Regions from separate parts of the Sus scrofa genome. Here region 2 is linked to region 1. The links are chromatin contacts, called in public HiChIP or PLAC-seq maps. All regions are on one chromosome and are shown on one strand. The core of a region is the stretch at or near the end of the contact, and the rest is flanking DNA. Distances in the headings are between cores, read along the strand shown. Region 1 overlaps LOC106505633 (a long non-coding RNA gene). Region 2 overlaps LOC106505633 (a long non-coding RNA gene).

The links. HiChIP or PLAC-seq counts read pairs in DNA pulled down with a chosen protein or histone mark.
Region 2: a contact with region 1 is called in an H3K27ac HiChIP or PLAC-seq map of skeletal muscle. The contact joins two enhancer-like sites. A contact is called at or near these places in 1 of 47 Hi-C or Micro-C datasets (heart right ventricle) and 1 of 2 datasets of contacts at active chromatin or transcription factors (skeletal muscle).

The regions. Positions count from the first base shown.
Region 1 is chr13:46,242,128-46,249,647 of Sscrofa11.1, reverse strand. The region is part of intron 1 of LOC106505633 (a long non-coding RNA gene); the gene reads right to left. Among named protein-coding and RNA genes, the nearest start is that of ADAMTS9, 37 kb to the right of the region's middle. Within about 2 kb of position 2,722, at least 8 of the 83 cell types and tissues checked have an H3K27ac peak or open chromatin away from gene starts, as enhancers often do. A contact at or near this core is called in skeletal muscle, where this site is marked.
Region 2 is chr13:46,396,280-46,403,799 of Sscrofa11.1, reverse strand. All of the region lies in intron 3 of LOC106505633 (a long non-coding RNA gene), which reads right to left. Among named protein-coding and RNA genes, the nearest start is that of ADAMTS9, 190 kb to the right of the region's middle. Within about 2 kb of position 4,404, at least 9 of the 83 cell types and tissues checked have an H3K27ac peak or open chromatin away from gene starts, as enhancers often do. A contact at or near this core is called in skeletal muscle, where this site is marked.

The DNA.
Region 1 (7,520 bases), core at 1,473-3,972:
CTCCCAGACACATTTGTTGATAGAACCAAATTATGTTGGTAATTTTCCTTTGGCTGTTCCTTGGCTATGGTGGCCAATTCTCTGGCACTTATCTAAGCCATGTTTATTAATATAACTGCTAGGATGTATTTAAAGAGCCAATCATACTTCTAGCCTGACTACATGTTCTAAAAAGAGTCTGCCAACACAACCCTAAAGAAAACAAAGCACTCTGAGTGGAAAGTCAAAGGCATCAGCATCCAGTCTTCCACACCAAAGTGGTTCAAGATAGGGTTTGGTGGGAATACCACACCACCACTGTTCTTAAGCAGTTAGTTAAGCTCTCTGAGCCTCTGGGTTGTTTTTTTGTTTGTTTGTTTTGTTTTGTTTTGTTTAATCTGCAGAAGGGGTTTATTAAACTATAAGGTGGTTGAAAATATTACATGAAGTAATGAGGGCAGAGCAAGATGCATGGTAACTGTCAAATAATAAATGCTCAATGAGAACACAGTTACTGATCCCTGACTTACATACTGTATAACATAAATAATAATGATCATAACTGGACATCTATTTAAGATTATCTAGGAACCAGCCACTGTAATGAGTACTTTATATAATTCCATGCTTACAACAGTTCTGTGAGGGCTGCTGCATTCCCATTTTATAGCTGGGAATGCTGAGGTCCTGGGAGGAACATTTATTTGAAAAAGCTGGAGGGTGGACTTTTGGCAAAGATGAACATCTAAACTCTTCTCCTCCTTGAAGGCACACCCTTTGCAATCTGATGTTGCAGAGCCTTCCGTCAGGAGCTGAAGTCTCTCTTGCTAATGTTGGACTTGGGCTGGGCTGGGGACTCACTTTGAGATGTAAAAAGCAACAGAACGGACGTGGTGTAACTTCTGAGCCTAGGTCTCAGGAGGCCTGGTAGTTTCTGCCTTAACACTCTCAAAATGTAAAGCCCTATGTGGTGAAGTTTGGTCTAGCTCAGGGATTGGCAGAGTATGACACATGGGCCAAACTCATCTTGCCACCTGTTTTTGTAGATAAAATATTGAAACCCAGCCATGCCCACTTGTCTCTGTACTGTCCGTGACTACCATCACATTCCAAGCAGCAGAGTTTAGTAGGTGCATCAGAGACTGAATACCCTGAAAAAGCAAAATGTTGACTATCTGGCCCTTGCCCCCTGCCACCCACCCCAAACAAGCTGCTCCCTAGTTAGACTAGCAAATGAGTCCATCTACTCAAGTGATCACAGGTGCAACCAGCAGAAGAATAGTCCAGCTGAACTCAGCCCAAATTGCAGACCCATAGGCTTGTGAACAAATATGATGGTTGGTGTTTTAGGCCACTAAATTTGGGGTGGTTTATTCTGTAGGAAGAGTTAGCCGAGAGGGGCAGGTGTCACCCTGCCCCTCAAGGTATGTAGCACAGTGTTGGTTCCCAGCTCTTATTTTGGTGGAGCTCACCACATCCGTGCAGGATCACTGGCTTCCAACTATCAGTATCTGGATCTCTCTGTCTGGGGGCTTTCTCCAAAGCCTTGCAAGGGCTCTGTTCAAGCTTAGAAATGAACACTCCATCTGCGCTCCACCCACCCTTCTTCAATGATCAATAGAAGATGGTGTAAAAATACACTGTCATTCCCACCCTCTGGAAGAGATGACTCTGAGGCATGCGCTCTACACTGTTTTCTCAAGTTTCCCTCTAGGGTAACCCTCTGGTTTCCCACTGGCCTGACAGCACCGCCTTTATCAGCAGCCAACCCTTCTGTGTCTGTTTCTCCCATGCCTCTGCTGGTATTTCCTGAACATCTCAAATAAACTACTTTCACTCAAATCCTGTCACAGATTCTGCTTCAAGTCAAAGCACAAACCAAGATGATACCGTGTAACCTTAGACATGTTTATCTCCCTGAACCTTAGTTTCCTTATCTTTAAAATGGGAATAATAGGAGCAATTAAGGAGGTGATCATGAGGACTTATTTGAGAGAGTATTTGGAAGGCAACCAACTCTGCTCCTAGGGGTGACAGCACACTTTAACCAGCCCCACCTCCTCTCAGCATGGGCTCTGGTGATTGGCCAAGTGCACACACTGAGCTCTGCTGATTGGCCAAGGCCCCTCTAATGAGCCAGGCTGCTAGTGAAACACCAGCAGAAAACCAGTGTAGAGAGGTGAGGATGCCCGAGGTCAGCTCGGGTGTGCAGGGGCTTATTCTGGCTTCCAGTCACGTCCACGTTCAGAAGTCTGAGTCCTGAGCCACAGATCTCCATCTGAAGGACACTGTGGCTCCTGACTTCTGAGTTGGCCTGCTGGGCTGGAGCCTGCTGCGTGCCTGACCCCAGGAACCTGTCCCCGACAGGAAGGAAAGATGCAGTCAAGGAAGTGTGGCAGACCCGACTGCAGACAATTAGAAAAACATCACCGTGCCTCACAGTGGAAGGTAAGCATGACTTCAGCGGTGGCCTTAAAAAGAAATAGAGTGGGAGAGGATGTTTTTCTTTTCTCCTTGGAGAGAGCGGTCCTTCCACCCCAAACCCTCCAATTCTTATAACGGTCTATAAATACACACCCAAACCTGGAGAAGAGGTTACAAGCACCCTTGTGACTCACAGACTACAAAACACCTTCCATTTGTCCCATCTGTTCTCTTTGAAAGGCTGACTCCTCAATATTCCTCCATCAGGAGCTGCCTCGGGACGTGCAGGTATGTTCAGGGAAATACTAGACTGAAGACCTGGTGGGAAGGCTCAGCTTGTCCCCACAGGCGTAGGAAAGGGCCTCAGCAGAGAGGAGGTGAGGCCATGAGGTAAGGAGAGCAGAGTCCTGGATCACCGCCAGGCCGGGAATAATGGCCCGGCTATAATTACCCTGCAGGACCCTGCATGGAAGTGGCTATTTTAGAACCTGAAAACATCTCAACAGGCACCTCGGAGTCACATTTGGGAAAGCCCCTTCTTAGCACTGTTGTCTTCTTGTCATGCAATAGGATGTCAGTGTCGGGGACATTTCCTACCAGAAAAACCATCAGGGGGACCATGAAGCACTTGCAGAAGCTTTAAAAAGGGGCCCCATGATCTACAAGCCTTGACTCTGGCAGAAAAATGCTATCTCTTTTTATTTTCCTTTCAGAAGATAATATTTTTGCTTAATTGTTTTTCAGATCACCACAATCTAGAGGGTTTCTGGCCAGGTGCTTTCTGATCACGGAGCATAAAGCTTGCAGTGCATCTCTGCACAACACACCCATTGCACTCAAGGCCTTGTAATTATTAGATGCTCCAGGATAGCTGTGACAGAAAATAGCATATGCATGGGATGGAACCAGAGGCCTCCTGGGAGCTCTAGAACTTTAAGTGATCCAGCCTCTCACAGCCTCTGTGTCCTTATCTGTTACTTCCACGGGGAGCTTCCTTCCTCCCATCCTAGGATGTATAGACATGAAAGAGGAAGAAAGGTACAAAAACAACAATAAGCAAAATCCTAGCACCTAATACATGCTTAAGGAAATGTGAGTTCTTATGGAAGCATCTCTTGAGGTTTTTCAACTTGTAAGGAAAAGAAACTAGAAAAATAAACAAGAATGGAAAAACTAAACCTAGACCACCAGTGGAACACAGACTCTGGAATTAGGCTACCTGGGTTCAAGTACTAGCTTTGCTCCCTCCTCAGAGTGTCACCATGGCAGTGTACTTCATCTTTCCCTGCCTTGGTTTTTCCAACTGTAATACAGTACAACACACTACCTTAGTGAAAAACTCTAGGATTAAAGGAGACAACACAAACAGGGCATAAAATTTGGCTTGCGGAAGCCCCCAGTAGAGGATAGTTGCTTCCATTTGTATCGTAATAATTATTTTAAAAATTATTATCAGAGACCAGTGTTTCTTTAAGCCTAGGAACACAGGCTGTCGGTCATGATGCATCATACCTGTGTGCATTTAGAAGGACACAAGGCACTTGGTGGAAATGAAGCATTTTATTTCAAAAATGCTCTTTCATTTCATCAAACTACAATCTGGAGAGGTGAGCCAAGTGGAATTATGCCCATTCGCAGATGGAGAAGCATCTCTAAGTAACTCCAGAACCGCAGAACAATTTCCACTTTGACTAACTGCATTAGAGCTCTGCTCCATTCACGATTGGAATTTGATTTGTGTGGCTAGAAAATGAAGCATGTTTAAAACTCTGGGGAAAAAAAAACCCTCAATGCCCATAAGTAGAAATCAATGCTAGGTAATAATCTAAGAAATACCAGTTTCAAAAACAGAAATAACTAGCACAAAGACACGCACAGCATACCTGAAAACCAGAAAACCCGCTAGTTACAGATCTGCTTTGCACAATTAAACAACACTGGCTGTAAAGTCTTATAATTTCATACATCTGATGTACATAGCTTTAAAATATATCTGGCTGTAGAATTTAAGCTTGCTTAATTGTACATATTATTATAACCCTTATCAAACTATGCTTGGATTTAGTTTAAAAACAATTCCAAAATGACTATATCATGCAAGTTCTCCAAATTACAGAGTGTTCTTCATTCCCCATGTGCTGTTTCTTTTTGCATTTCCTTCAAGGCATATACATATAGTCACAAATTTTGGGAGAGAGCTAATCACGTTTCATTCACATACGGTGTCATGAACTTCATGATACTTTCAGTTTTCAGAAGGAAGAACCAAAAAAGGATTGAGTCAGGTTTGTAACTTGACTCTGCACAGACAAGATAAATTTCTAGTGGAAAAAAAACCCCAAAACAATCAACACCAACTCCCCCCCCTCCAAAAAAAAGGCTCTTAATCATCTTGAGCAGCTTCCAGAGTGGAAGAGCATTATCTCTAGATTGGGTTCAGTCATCTCTGTTCTGTAAGCCTCACTTTCTTCACTGTAAAATGACCCACAAGAACCTAATTCTGTTCCTGCCTATCTCTCATGCTGTAGCTCTCACCATTCTTTCCCTCACTCACTCATTCTCTGCACAAGAGCACCGTAGGTCTCCTGGAACCCTCAGCATATTCCTACCTCAGGGCTTTTGCACACACTATCTTCTTTGCCCAGATATAGCTCTTCCTTCAGGTAGCTGTAGGCCCCCTCTTTCAAGTTTCCACTCACCTGAGTAGAGGAGGAAAACTTCCTTTCCCAAACAGCACTGGCCCCCAATACATTCTTACCATTTTTCTTTATAGCATTTATCTCTGCCTGACATGATTTGTTTTCTTGTTTATTTTCCCCGCCCCTCACCAGAAGTAAAGAACCATGAGCACCAGAACTTTGTTTTCTTTCTATTTTCCAACTCTTCAAAGAGGGTCAGCAAATAAGTAGAAGGTCAATAAATATTTGTTTTCCTGACTATTTTTCTTCATCGCATTTATCTCTTACATTATTTGTTTTCCTATGTATTGTCCCCACCCCTCACTAGAAAGATCCATGAGCACTGGAACTTTGTTTTATCCCTATTTCCTAACTCTTCAAAGAGTGTCAGCAAATAAGTAGCAGCTCCACAAATATGTGTAGAAGGGAAGGAAATCTTGATGCTCCATTTCTTTCTTCATCTAAAATTCAGAATTGGCACCACAATTTTAAGCTATTTCTATTAACTGCTTTACATTAGGCAGTTAATTAATTTAAATGAGAAATAATAATTATCTCTTTTCTAAAAATTAAAAATAATTAGGTGAAATAAATGACATAAAATTTACCATCTTAGTCATTTTTAATTTTTTTGAAGTACAGCTCATTTACAATGCCGTGTTAATTTCCGCTGTACAGCAAAGTGATTCAGTCATACACATGTATAAACTTTTTCATATTTTTTTCTTTTTTTTTTTTTCTGTCTTTTTGCCATTTCTTGGGCTGATCCCGCGGCAAGAGGTTCCCAGGCTAGGGGTCTAATCAGAGCTGTAGCCACCAGCCCACGCCAGAGCCACAGCAACACAGGATCCGAGCTGCGTCTGCAACCTACACCACAGCTCACGGCAACACTGGATCCTTAACCCACTGAGCAAGGCCAGGGATTGAACCCGAAACCTCGTAGTTCCTAGGATTCGTTAACCACTGAGTCACGACAGGAACTCCATCATATTTTTTTCCATTATGGTTTATCACAGGATATTAAATATAGTTCCCCATACTATTCAGTAGGACTTTTTTGTTTATCCATTTTATATTTACATAAAATAGTTTGTATCTGCTAATCCCAAACTCCTAATTGACCCCTCCCCCAGCTTCTCTCTCCCTTGGCAACCACAAGGCTCTTCTCTATGTCTTAGAGTCTGTTTCATAGGTAAGTTCATTTGTGTCATATTTTAGATTTCACATATAAGTGAAATCATATGGTATTTATCTTTTTCTTTCTGACTTACCTCACTTAGTATGATAATTTCTAGTTGCATCCATGTTGCTGCAAATGGCATTATTTCATTCTTTTTTATGGCTGAGTAGTATTCCGTGTGTGTCTGCGTGTGTGTGCACGCGCGCGCACGCATGCACCACATCTTTATCCATTCATCTGTTGATGAACACTTAGGTTCTTTCCATGTCTTGGCTCTTGTGAATAGTGCTGCTATGAACATGGGCGTGCGTGCATTTTTGAATTATAGTTTGTCCAGATGTATGCTCAGGAGTGGGACTGCTAGATCACATGGCAACTCCCTTTTTAGTTTTTTGAGGAATCCTCATACTTTAACCTTTTTTTTTTTTTTTTTTTTTTTTTTGTCTTTCTGCTGTCTCTTGGGCCACTCCCACGGCATATGGAGATTCCCAGGCTAGGGGTCCAATTGGAGCTGAAGCCGCCGGCCCATGCCAGAGACACGGCAACGCGGGATCCGAGCCTCATCTGCAGCCTACACCACAGCTCACGGCAACGCCAGATCCTTAACCCACTGAGCAAGGCCAGGGATGGAACCCGCAACCTCATGATTCCTAGTCGGATTCGTTAACCACTGAGCCACGACGGGAACTCTATACTTTAACCATTTTTAAATGTAGAGTTAGCATAACTTTTTGGGTGGGGGCAGCTTCAAAGGAAGTGCTTCAGCTCAGCTTTTCTATTGTAATGAAAGATTACCCCAGTCCAGAAAATTGTGCTACATTCTTAAATATTTACATTAACCAGATGTAATATGCTTTTGTTAAAGCAAGATAAATACAGAATTTACAAAAAACACAAACACACATTAATTTATAATGCATTGTGCTGTCTATTAATAGAACATACATTTTAAGCCATATAATTAACTTTTATTATCTAAGGAACATTAAATGAAACTTTTTTAGTGATAATGTCAAACATCTACAATTGAAATTATTCTTGGACGTGAGATTTGATCACAGGGTTTCATCACCCCATGGTGCTAGGCCAAGAGATTTAGCCCTCATTTATAGATGGGGAAACTAAGCCTCAAAAACGTTATCAACCTGCCCAAGGTCAACACAGGCAAAAGCAAAGATACGTATGTCCAAGTCTACTAACAGCAAGTTCTGTGTCTCACCACTCTACCAGGCTATGAAATGGCATTCCTAAATGTAACA
Region 2 (7,520 bases), core at 3,155-5,654, 150 kb before region 1:
CCCCTTGCTTCATGTCTCCATTGAACAGTAGAAAAAAAATAATAATGTATTGGGGAAATAAATAAACAAACAAACAAACAAAAGGAAAAAATTAAAAAAATAAACCCAAGGGGGCTTGAAACTGCCTCAATATCAAGTTCACAAAAAAAAAAAAAGAGAGAGAGAAAAAGAAAAGAAATGTGGCTTGAGTGAACAAAGAGCTGATTTTTTAATTTTATTTAATTTGAATTCGAATTTGACTTTGAAGAGCCACATGGATAGTGGCTATTCTATTGGACAGTGCAGCCCTTAGGTGGGCTAATTAGAACAGTTAATATGATTTTGAAAGTGTTCCCGATAATTTGGTTGCCTAATTTCGGAGTTTGGGGGCATTTTTCTCATTACCTTTGCCCCGTCCATACTCCCCTCCATCAACCTTCATTTTCCTTCCTTTGCTGTAACGAGCAGGAAGGGACCAATATGTTTGTTGCCCGTTGATGGTCTGCGTCCAGCTCTCAGATGAGACTGACGGTTGGAGGACGCAGTCCCCGGGCACAGAGTCAAGAGGGACGGCCCTACATGCCTACATGCAGCTGTGGTCTGAGAGGGCTGACGTGTTCTCCTGCAGAGCTGACGAGTAAATGTCACGAGAAAGCCCTTGAAAATGGTTCTCATCCCCTTTCTCCATCGCAGACATTCCAGAATGAACTGTTCTTACATGTTGAACTTAAATGTTACCAATGGTTGGGAAAGGATTCTGGTTAGGAGATTCCCATGTAAATAGGTTGCTAGGACTTTATTATCAGTGAAGTTCCCAAAGCTATGCTCTCATCAAAGAAATAGGCTTGTGTAAGCTTAAAAACAAGGAAATATGTTATCTTTACAATAAGATGGTGCAAGAGTGTTTTTGTTGATTTTACTTTGCAAGATCTATTTATAAGATGATTAAGATTTTGAGAGAGAGACAAACCGACCCACTCTCTTGATCCCTGATATACTTTACTTAGAAGGGGAGATATAAGTAGAGAAATTTCCCTTCTATGTGTTTCTGGCTGTCTCAAGCTAGTTTCACCTTTCTTAAATTAACAGCCCCTCATTGCTAACTCCTAAAGTCTTCAACAGTTCATAGATGGAGTGAATGCCTTCTTCAATGTCTCCTTTTTGATGCCTCTTCAGCATCAGGATCTAATAAGCAGTAATGTCTGGTTTGCTCTGTACTGAAGCTTGTCTGCTGCTGGCTTGGTGTGCTGCCCTGGATTTGCTAGTAATCTCTCTGAGGGGATTCAAGGCTCACGGATTCAGATTGAAATCACTTCACCAGCTCTGGCAACCTCTGCAACTGTATGATTTATTTAATCTCCCATTTTTCAATTTATTCCTCAAATAACTGAAGCCTTTACTGGAAGGTCAAGTAAACTTTGCTATAAATCACTAGAGGCTCCAGAAAAGGAAAGTTTCAAAGGGAATCCCGGTGGTTCTCAGAGAGTCTTAAAATTCTACCCTTTTAATTTTTTTAAGCCCCTTGTAGTTAAAGAGGCTTACAGAAACACATATAACTTATATAAACCAGAATATCCACTGATTTCTTAAGCTAACGGGAGGCTAACTAGAAATGGTTTCATTGTCTCACTGCTGTTGTTCAAAAGCTTTCTGAAAGGGTAAGTTCACCCTCTTGCTTTTTCAGTTACAGTAAACATGATGCATCTCACCATTATTTGGGGATATCATAAATTTGAGTTGAATACTCTAGTACTTTGAATATATCCCCTTGAGTACATTGAGGGAATCTTTTGAAATCAACTTTGTGTCATCATCTCGTTTTCTCTTGCTCTCCAGCTAAGGTTGACTGAGTGTTTACCATAAGCCAGGCACTGTGCTAAGTGCTTTAAGCGAAGGATCTCTTTTAATGCTCTCAGCACGGAGTTAGTAGTGGTCTTCTTCTTAGTAAAGAGGAAGGAACTCAAATTCAGAAAAGTCAGTGACACACTCAAGGTTACTCAGCTAGTAAGTATGGAAACTGTGGCTCAAATCTAGATGTGTTTAACTGCACAAACTCACTCACAGCTCACAAAAGTCTTGACGTCCATTCCCAGCTCTGACTGTCACAGACTACTAGTTGTTTGACCTCTCTAGGCACTTATGTCCTTAGTGGGAAAATGAGGATAATATCTCCTTTCCAAGGTTAAGGTACTGAGACTTGGAAGAAGTGCTGAATACATATAATGTGTTATTTCAATAGGATCATTAGTGAATAACTCCTCTAATGAACCTGGATTTCAATTAATCGATATGTCCTTAGATTATAGGTAGGAAATCTCACAGTTTACCTTAGAGAAGAAATTGGTCTCAGACCTCTCAGCTTTGGACTTGATCCACTGTGGTATAGTTACTGAATTACCACAAAGAGTTCAATTAAGAGTCTGGCTGAGGAAATGGCCAACTCACAGCCTCTACTACTGGCCTCAGTTTCAGCTTTATTAATCATTTCACAAAGTGTGCAAATGTGCAGTAATCTAAGGAAATTCTCTCATTAATCTTTGAGATTGCTTGTTATATTTTTGGTTCTTATCTGTTTCCGAGGGCCATGGGGAAAAATTGTTAGGACTTCGAAGGGGCTCCCAGTAATCTTTTTGCCTTATATCAAGTTTTGGGTAATTTTTATGAATACCTTTGCCTCTCCTACATTTTTATTTCTACCCCAACTGTTGGGAAAGTCTTCCTATTTTTAAAGGGACATTTTTATGATTTGGGACTCTTTTCTGACAGAAAAAAAAAGAAAAATGGACTTAATGGAGATCAATTCTGTATTAGTCTTGTGTTCTTTGGAAGCTAAATGCAATGTGCTTCTGAGCAGAGAGATGCCATTAAGAAATAATCTTGCCCTCTAAAAGGGACCTTGCTAGGGCGATAGGTTTTTTTAATTTGTGTGTTTATTTTTTGAGAGGCATTAAAAAGTGAATATTTCAAGGAATTATTCTGCATGATACTATTATTTAACTCTACATGTTTTATTCTATTTAAAAAAAAAAATTCTTTCCTAGTCCAAACAGTGGCTTCTTTAAGGAAAAATGCAGAGAAAATGATTAAGTCACTTGGAGCTGAACTTCCAGGCAGCTTTGCTGAATATTCATGATGTTTAATTTTTAAATCTCTCTGAAATGGAATTCCACAGAGACAACAGGCTTCATCATCTAAGAGGCAAATCAGTCAAACATAGCCACAGACATTATCAGAGAATACAATCCTACCGCATGCGTTCCCCTGTGAGCCACTTTTTGAAGTTAAGATGATAAAGTCTGCCCTATCAAATAACTCACCGTTGGCTAGAGCATACTGGAAATTGCTACCTATATCAACATTTGCAGAAATATAAAAAAGAGATGCCTGGGACTGGTTAGGTTGAGGGGAACCACTGCAAGCCAAGTCATACTCTTTATTCTCTCAATATTTCACTCTTTTTGCTTCTTTTCTTTAAAGTACTTTTCAGTCAGTGAAGCAAAAAGCTTAACCAAGTCACTACCCTGGCTAACACTCTAAAGGCAAGAGGAAACACTCTGTTTGGTTCTGATTTTCAAATACCTGACCTTAGTGTCTGAGACATTCTAGCAATAAACAAAGAGAAACAATGATTGAAAAACAAAACAAAACCCAGAAACATTTAGCTTGGATTCCACATCAGGGAGAGGTTAAATAAAACGCATGGTCAAAGAAGTCTGTATGTAGTAAATCCTACTTGTCACCATTATAAACTTGGTATAAAAAAATCCCACCCTCCTGTTTAGGACACAGTGGCAGAATCAAGGCAAGATAAACAAAAGTGCCCATCTGCTTTCTTTTAAAAAGATATTCAACTTTCCATATTACATACTGTCTGTTTAGAATGTAACTAACACAGGTCTCTTCTGGAAAAGAAATCCAGGAGAGAAAAGGTAAGTCCTTTAAAATGATAACACAATGTGTAAGAAGATAAACTATTGGAAATCTGATTAAGTTGACTTTTTTTTTTTTTTTTTTTTTTCTTTTCTGAAAGAGAAAGAATATCTTCATTTTTCTTAGGGACTTTAAAACCAAGATCTACTTCTAATCACGTTTCTTACTGATACTGTTTCAGAAGAGAGGAGAGAAAAGATTGCTTTTATCCTGATAGAACTTTCCTTTTAATTTGATTAAGGCAGAAAAGAATTTACACCAAACATCTCCTTGGCCCATACAATGCTGGTGAATGGAGCAGGGGAGCTTAAGGATTTCTTGAGGTATTTCTCCTCCATTTAGCTCTGAGTCCTCTTCAGAACGCTTTGTACTGTGGGGAAACAATATAAATAAATCATGTAATAAGATGACCTTTCCCAAATCACGTTTTGGCAAGAAGATGTTTTTTACAGCTGTCCTGGGCTAGAACTGCAGATGCCAACAACAGTGGAACTTTTACAAGCCCTACTAGAAGTTTGACATCCAGTTGAATTCAGTTCTGGGGAAGCTAAATTCAGCATGCTTCCTTTTCACATTTTTGGCAGACAGAAAGTTTATACTGCCAATGAACCAGGGTGTATACAAGTAACATCCTTATCTTCCACCTTAGAGTTTGCTTCGGGAGAAGAGAAAGTTGTCCAGGGAGAAAGACCTTGAGAAGGAATACCGAGAGGGATTATTTCTTCATTGCTGTTATTTGTCTATTTGTTTCGTAAGGATAGTTGCTTGTGTTGTCCTGGGAATTGCTGACTGCCATGACCCGTAAATAAGGAAATGGCCTGAAAACTAGTCTGTGTGTCCTCTCTTTTGGCTGTGCTTCTGCTCAGAAATGAGACAGTTCCATGTAGATCAGGAGACAAGATGTAGCTACTCAGGGCTTCCTTTGCTCCAGGTGACAGTATTTTGTGGACTCTGTGTTTGTCAGCACAGTTTAATCCACATGTCAAACCACATTTCTAGCTGTTTCCAGAATATGCCATGTCCAAGTTGATCACCAGAGAGGTCAAAATTCAGAGAAACATATAAAAACCAAGAGAGAATAGAGGTTGTGACAGACGACAGAGGGAATCTCTAGAGCCCTGCCACTCATTTCTTTTAACTCTTCATTTTCTACTTTAATTTTATTGGGCTGTAGTCTGGCACTGGGAGCAGAAGAAAAGTAGAAGATTCTCTGAAGGCTTTTCTCTCAAAGCAGTTCTAGAATATTCCCGTTGCTTTGCTCTCCTAGACCCATTAAGTTCTTTTGGAAGGAGGTGGGAGGAGAAAGTTGTGATTTAAAAAAAATACAAACAAGTCACATTAGCATCTCTTCTCTTTTCTTTTTCTTTCTTTTTTTTTCAAACTTTTTAAAATTTTAAATCAGCCTTCTCTTTTCTTGAAGTGATCCATCTAGGAATGCTGGGTCAGAAACCAGGAGTGCTCTCCTCCATTTCTCTTCACTGTTCCCCCTGCCTTCTTCCTCAGTTCTTCTTCCAACTCCATTTACCCTCCAAATTCTTCTGTTGTTCCCAATGTTTATCATTTTTTCCCATCTCCTTCTTTAAAAAATTTAATATGTATTTTATATGGGAGTATAGTTGATTTACAATGTTGTATTACTTTCAGGAGTACAGTAAAGTGAATTAGTTATACATATCCATGAATCCATTCTTTTTTTAGATCCTTTCCCCATATAGGTTATTACAGAATATTGTGTAGAGTTCCCTGTGCTTACAGTAGGTCCTTGTTGATTATCTATTTTATATAAAATTGTGTATATGTTAATCCCAAACTCATCATTTATCCCTCCCTCCAGTGTTTCCTCTTTGGTAACCATAAGCTTGTTTTCAACATCTATGAGTCTATTTCTGCTTTGTAAAAAAGTCCATTTGTATCTTTTTTTTTTAAATTCCACATATGTGATATCATATGATATTTATCTTCCATCTCCTGATTATCCTAATTCTTCTCTTTCTCCTCCATCCATCTCTCTCTCCTTTTACCCCTCAGCCTCAGCCTACATATCTAGCTAACTCATACTGTAGCAGAGAAGTCAAATCTAGATTTTTTTCTCAGAATCCCAGAGTAGACTCTGAAGAACCAGGCAAATGTGAAACAAGGTCCCATCCATCTTTTTATAATTGCCTCTGTGCATTTTCTCTTGTTTTCTTGGGCCAGTTCCACTATTGCTGCAAACCCTATGGGAAACATATGGAACAGATGAAGCAGGTTCTTAAAGACTGCAAGTTGACCACATTTATTAGGGAGAAACCTCTCCTTAGAACCAGAAAAATAACTTTGTTTTTGTTTTGTAAGCCAACTCATTATAAATAGACACCTCTCCTTTTGTTTTCACTTTCGAAGTCAGTTAATTATACTTGGATTTAACTAATGGCACAAAATAGGAAAAATGGAAGAAAAAAAAAAGATGGGAAAAAAATCCAGGAGAATTCTTTAAAGTGCCATAAGATAGATAAAAACATTTTGTTAATAAGGAAGTTGTTTCTCATTAAGGAAGACTGATCTGCTCATTAAACTCTAAGTGGAACTATATAAATTTGCCAACATTCAACAATTTCTGACCTATGAAAATGGGACTTTTGTGTGGTTCACTGTAATAAGAAAGATTGTGATTTTTGGCTTGATATGTCTTCAGAGTCTTTCAAGTCCTAGAGGACCTACAAAACTTGAACCTTGGTTTCTATACTGAATCCATTAAGACTCTTTAGAAGTGGAGTCTTTCTTGCTTAAATTGTAATGATGGTGATGCTCAGTTCACCTGAAGGAGACAGTTGTAAGTTAACAACTTAACTTTGATTGGTTTCCCCGAATAGCTGAAATCCAGCAGGAGAATCACCAACTTAACCCAAAAATATACAACTTGAACAGTGGTACTTCCAGACCTTCTTGTGAAAATGGAGATGGTATTTCATGGGATCATATAATGTCAGAGCTGAAGTCAACCTTAAATATTATTTTATACAAACTCTTCATATTACAAGGGAGAAAACGGGTCTAGATCCATAGCCTCAGGACTAGATTCTCATATGGTGGCTGATATGCCGGGTTTCTTGCACTGCCTTCTCTTTTACTGGATTCCACACCCTCCTGCCTAGCTTCCCATCCTTTTCTCTTCTTCATCTCACAGACTTTGCCTCCATCCAATGGTGGAATGGGAGGAAGGGGGAAGGAGAGAGAAAATGGATCCAATCTTTTCTCACCCTGTTTTCAACAGTTTCCATTTCTGGATGGTTAACCAACTTACCTTTCCTGCCAACCCCAAGTCTCCCATAAACATTACAGAACATGTTTAAAATGAATTTGTACATAGCCTTTCTCCAAAACCAGAAAGGAACTCAGTGGGTCATAAACTGTGAAGAATCCCTGGAAGGTAGACAATAAGTAAAATCAGATCGAAGAGTGAGTAACACCCAAGTCCAGTGTGTGTGTGGGAAAACTCATTCATACTCTACCAGTTTCCAAACTTCATCTCCTCCTCCCCTAGTTGAATCTATATCCCTACACCCCTCCCTGAAGCCTTCCTTAAGAACCCTTTATCGCTGCCTGTCCTTCATCAAGTTTTTCTCAACCCT